Regions from separate parts of the Pan troglodytes genome. Here region 1 is linked to region 2. Evidence: chromatin contacts called from public Hi-C data. All regions are on one chromosome and are shown on one strand. Each heading gives the region's core, a stretch centred on a gene start, on an enhancer-like site or on the middle of the called end of the contact. The rest is flanking DNA. Distances are from core to core; before and after follow the strand shown.

Region 1 (2,739 bases), core at 67-2,566, 180 kb before region 2:
CAGTGGAAGAGCTGTGGGGTATAAACCACACTGCAGAGCTGAACTGGCCTTTTGGACCTTGTATCAGTCATTGGCTTGGGAGGTGAAGGAAATTCCCAGGTAGGGGGCTCCATTCTTCCTGCAAGGGGATCTGAGTGGGACACCAAATCAGCATCTACACCCAGGACAGACAGCCAGCGTGGACTTGCATGATCCGCCATCGCACAGGAGGGAAAGGTAATGATTAAAACACAATGTGCCATCCTGGGAAGAGGGCCAGACCTGGAAGTCAATCTTCAGCGTTTGAGATATGGTGGAGATCAGGGTGGACGACCTCTGAGGTCTCTAGCCAGGACCAGTTACATAATTTGCACAGCCCCGTGCAAAATGAAAACACAAGACCCCCTATTAGAAAATCATTTCAAGACGGCAACAGCAAAGTACTAAACCAAGTACAGGATTCTGAGCATGCGGCCCGTTGTGACTGCATGGGCTGTTCACCCATGAAACCAGCTCTGTCTCTGGCAGAGGGGACTGCAGGCTTTGGAACCAAGGAACTCCAGCCTGGGAGCCAGGCACAGCCCGAGGCTGTGCTGAAGGCAGAGAAGGAAATGTGACCCAGGAACTGCATGCCACAGACCAAGACAGTGAGGGCCGGAGCACAAAGAGGGAGTGGGTTAGTGAGCCTGGAAGGAATGTGGCTCTTCCCACAGAGCCTCTGGAGTCTTGTACACCAAGTACCCATCTAATAAGCAAACTCATTGAATATACCGTGTGTGTGTGTGTGTGTGTGAGAGAGAGAGAGAGAGAGAGGCTAAAATAGAAGAAAGCTGCAAAGTGCTGGAGGGCAGGAGTCAGAGGAGAAAGAGGCCCATTCTGCGCATTCTTGCTGGAGAGAGGCTTTGCAAAGGGACCTGCCTGGGAACCAAGAACTGGGAAGGGGGCCAGGGTGAGGATTCTGAAGTTTGCCCTAGGGGTAGGAGCATATTTTAGGGGTCGAGCGACACACCCCTGGGCTTCCAGAAGTCGGATGGGGCTAAACGTGGAGAGCAACAAGCAGGGAGACGCGACGAATACCAGGCCGAGGGATTTCCAAACGCAGCCAACTCCTCCCGGGGACACAGACCCCGCGGGGCCACGGTCTCGATGGAGGGGAGTGTGCTCCGCGGTATCGGAGCCTACGGCCGCCAGCGCCTCGCCCACTCGGGGGCCGCGCTCCCCTCGCCGCCGAGCTGGACCCGCCTCCTGAGGGTGCGCGGAGGTGCGGCTCGGTGCGCAGCTGCGGAGGATCGCTTCCGGGGGGCGGGTCAGCGGAAGTGAAGGAGGTTGAGGCTGGGCGGCCCAAGGTGGAAGGAGGGGCCGTGAGGTGAGAGAGTCCGGGAGCCCGAGCCTGAGGTGAGAAAGGTTCTACGGCGGCGCGGAGGCGGGAGCGCGACCTTCCAGCCCGTTAGTAGACTGGGTCTACGTGCCGGGCGCTGTGCGGAGCCCGCAGCTCCTGTTCCCGCGCGAGTTCTCGCGGGAGCCGCAGCTGTCCGTCTCACTTGGCCCGGGGGAAACTGAGTTCCCGAAGGGTAGTTGCTCGTCGGAGTTCCCCAGCAAACAGTGACCAAGCCAGACCTCAGGCTTCTAGTTTCGGCTTCGCTGCTTGACGGGCCGGGCTGCCCCGCCGCGCATTCTGAGACCTGGCCGCGGCTCGGAGGCTTCCGCGCACTCGGGTCCGGGTCCTGTGGGTCCAAGGGCCGCTGGGCAGGCGGCGAGGACTTGGCCGACCTTGGCCCAGGTCGGGTCGTCTGCCGCGGGGGAGGGGCGACTCGCCCTGGCGGGTCCCCGCGGGGAGAGGGTCCGCGCGGGTCTCCGGCCACTGCTGCGCGCGGCAAAGTTTCACTGAGCGCGGCGGCCTCCGTGGGGGCCCCCGGGACCAGGGGTGCTGAGCGGGGCCCTGCGCTGGAGGAGCTCCCGTTCTCCTGAGGGGACGCCTGTCAACAGACAGCAACTGCAGCCTCCGGAGGGCTGCGGGGCGCAGAGGTGACAAGACCCACCGGTGCTGCCGGCGAACCGGGGGAAGATCTTCTAGCCAGTGACACTTGGGGGCGGGGGTGACAGCTGAGTTGGTGTTCCCCTTCATTCGTTTAGTTCAGCGCGTTGAAGCGCTCACTGTGTCCTAGGCAGACACCGTGCTGTGCGCGGGGATCACAGTTATCTAGTTCCTCTCGCGAGGACTCCGAGGGACAGGCAGGGTGCTGCGGAGCGCACAGGAAAGGACCTGACCCTGTCGCAGGGAAGGAAGGTGATGCTTAAGCTGAGCTCTGAGGAATGATGAAGAATGAGCTCGGCGAAGGGGGTGCTGCTGTTTGATGCAGGGCTCAGAGGTGGGCCCAGTGTTGGGGGTTGAGGGCCAGTGTGGCTGGAGGGCAAGGGGGAGAGCAGGAGGGCTGGCTGCGAAGCGTGCAGGCCTTGGTGCTCAGTGAGTGTGGTCTAGAGACGGCAGAGAAAGATGGGTTTGGGACTGATTGTGGATTTTATCCTGTGTTGGCTCTAGTAAGCCAGTTTTAAACGGATGAGCAATGTGATTAACAGTGTGTTTGGGAAGGATTCCTCTGGCTGTGTGTGAGGGTTAGGCCCAGCTGGGTCTTTGGAGGTAAGGTCGGAGAGGAAGTGGCAGTAAGCACCGTTAGTGCAATTTGTGGCCGACACGGACATTCAGCACAGAGCCTGGCACACAGAGGGACTCTGATAATAAAGGCTTGAACTGAGCCGAGA
Region 2 (2,862 bases), core at 133-2,632:
CAGTGCTTATAAAATGTTAGGAACTAATTAACAATGCTATGTCTCTCTTTCCTAGCCAAGGTCTCTCATTTTTCCTGGATTAAGCCCTTTGGCAAAACAGATTCTTTCCCAGCAGCTTTTTCAGGCCTCAGACACCCCTACCAAAGCCAGTGTCTACTGAACAGGCCCAGAGGAGCCCAGAGGGAATGGATGGGGCTTAGGTTGCAGCTGTCCTCTCCTGCCGGGACCCTGTTTCTGGTGAGCAGAGGACTGCTGCTCTGCCAGCTGTGTGACACTTTCATCACTGGATATTTCAAGATACAGTCCAAGATAAGCACTTCTCTTGTGCTTCCTTTCAGACAAAGCTCTCTGAAGACTAAAAGCTCATTGGCCTGACCTTTGGTCTCTGGAGGAAATGAGGAAATATCATCCAGCTTGTAGACAATGAAGACACCAAGCACTCGAGGGATGAGATTGAGCAACAAGGTGGCAGAGCTAGAGAAGAGGCCTGATAAGAGTGTTCCAGAGCATTAATAATTGTGATAAAAATAATCTCTGTCTCTTGTGAAGGTCTTACAGTTTACAAGGCATCTTCACACATACTAGCTTGTTGGCTCCTCAACACTCCTCACCTGAGACTGATGGAGCAACAGTCATCTCCGTTTTAGAGAGGAAGAAACTGAGTCCCAGAGTTGTATGATTTGCCCAAGGTCACAGAGGGTGAGAGGCAGAGCTGGCCTAGAACCGGGTCGGCTGACTTCGAGTCCAGGGTAATCGCGGATCGGAAAGAAGGAATGGGGGCCCTTCTTCCACCGCCGTGAAAAACAGAAAACTGAGAGTAAGAGTAAAGTACACAAAGGGTGGAGGAGCATAAAGAAGCCCGGGGTTCAGGGATGTGAGGCTGCAGGGTGAAGGTAGGGCCGAGGAATCAGGGTAGGGCTGTGGGGTCCAAGGTGGGGCTGCGGGGCCTGGGTCCTGGGACGGGAGCTCAGTGGGGATTCCAGGGGCACTGGCCGTTAAAAGTGCGAGGCGACCGTGGGAGGGTCAAGGGAGCGGGTGGCTACAGGTGTCTGAATAGGAAACGTAAAGGACGAAGATTAATGTGCAATTCCTATGACTGAGAGACGCCGAGGCCCCAAACCGGGCCAGAATACAAAAGTCTGCAGGAAGCTCAATTGAGATATAGGTGTTTTCTCCAATCAAACTTACCCAGTCAAGCTGATTCCTCAGAAGCAGCCCCAGACGTTTAACTCGACGGAAATGAGAAACGACCCAGGAACCCGTGGCCCTTTGGTCGTCGTAGTTTCCAGGGCTCAAAATGGACGCTTGGAAGCACTTCTCGTTCCTCAATCTAGAACTACAATTCCCGATGTACAGTGCGCGAGATTGCGCATTACAACTCTAAAACTACAACTCCCAGAGTTCTACGCGACCGTCCAGCCCCGCGTGGTCGTGCGAAACCGCCCAAGGCCTGGGATGCGGTGTGATTCCTCCCCCTGGTGGCCTGAAGAGGTGCCGCCGCGATTTCTGCTCTCGAGCGGAGGGTTTTGCTTGTAGTCCCGTGCGTAACCCTCCGCCTCACCCTCCTCAAATAGTCCTCAGGCGTGCCTAAAAATGGCCCCCGCTTCGCTTTATTCTCAAGGAGGTGGGAGGAGGTTGGAGTTTGTTTTGTGTCTTCTGCACACTTTGCTTCCTGTAAGAATAATAGACTGATCATTCAAATTAAGGGGACATTCCCTACCAGCCTGCATCTGTTGACACCTGTGATTTTCCATTGTCCTCAAAAGACTCCCTGGCAGAGAAAGGGGAGGAACCCGAGTAATCTGCTGGGCCGCATCCATCCCACATTACTGTCTAATGCTGGTTCTTAGCGACACTGATGGACAAGATACCGCTCCTAGCCTCAACAGAATCACAGTCTAGCAGAGAATTCAGACAAATGAATAATGACAGCACAGAACCGTGATCTCACGGGGAGACACAGCAAGCGTGGGAGCCTTGAAAAGGGGCCTCTGGCCAGGCTTGGGGGAAAGGGGCGGTGTCCGCAAGGCTTCTTAGAGGGAGTGATGTTTGTTAACATTGAGACCCGATATAAGGAAAGAACGTAGCCAGGAGTACAGAGACTGTGAAGGACATTTCAGAGTATGGCATTAAGTTCAGTGCTGGCTGCAGCTGAGTGTGAGGGATGGAAGGAGAGTATTTTCGGGGGAGTGGGGGTTAGGCAGAGCCCATCCTCAGGAGTCCTGTAAACTTCTATAGGAAATTTGGATCGTTCAGGCAGCTCAAAAACGTTCAACGGCCCTCTACTACCTATGAAGTGAAGTCCCAACTGCTTAGCCTGACATTCAAGGTCTTCTCCAACCTGCACTCCCCCACGCCCCACCCCCCACCCTTCAGCGCCCCTCCTCTGGGAGCTTTGTTCATGCCTCCAAAGTTTCCGCCGACATCTGTGTGTGCCTCGCACATGTGAGTTGACTCACACTGCCTTGGGTATCTCCTGTATTAGAGGTCTTAACTCTTGACACATTGTGAGCTCTTTGAGGTCAGGTACTGAGTCCTGCAGTCGCCCCCTCCACCCTACTCTTGCAGCCCACATCCCCCCGAAACACCAGGGTCCAGAGTCCCTGCTTTAGGCTCTCCTCTCCTGCCGACACACTGTTGTCACCCCCATCCTTCCAGGAGCCAAGATAAAGTCATCAGGAGAGAGTGCTGGCAGCCCTGCACTGTGGTAATTAAGCCTCGGATCTCATTAAATCTGTGGCTGATGGCGGCGGCCACAGAACCAGAAAAGCTTAGCGCAGATCAGAGAGCGGCTCCCTTTGGCCCATTAATCCGTGCTGTGCAGCTGGCCAGAACACTCACGACAAGCCAGAGGTCCTTGGT

What was found. A called contact is a pair of places that touch in the nucleus more often than the background predicts.
Region 1: a Hi-C map of stem cell-derived neural progenitor cells shows a contact between it and region 2, with 6 times the contacts expected there. The contact joins the promoter of MTFR1L here to the promoter of PAFAH2 in region 2. A contact is called at or near these places in 3 of 7 Hi-C or Micro-C datasets (induced pluripotent stem cells and stem cell-derived neural progenitor cells) and 1 of 1 datasets of contacts at active chromatin or transcription factors (stem cell-derived excitatory neurons).

The regions. Positions count from the first base shown.
Region 1 is chr1:205,153,544-205,156,282 of NHGRI_mPanTro3-v2.0_pri, reverse strand. MTFR1L (mitochondrial fission regulator 1 like) reads left to right here and starts at 1,316. Exons shown (of 7, transcript NM_001246545.1): 1 at 1,316-1,374.
Region 2 is chr1:204,975,436-204,978,297 of NHGRI_mPanTro3-v2.0_pri, reverse strand. It overlaps PAFAH2 (platelet activating factor acetylhydrolase 2), which reads right to left and starts at 1,382. Exons shown (of 12, transcript XM_063784450.1): 1 at 1,189-1,382.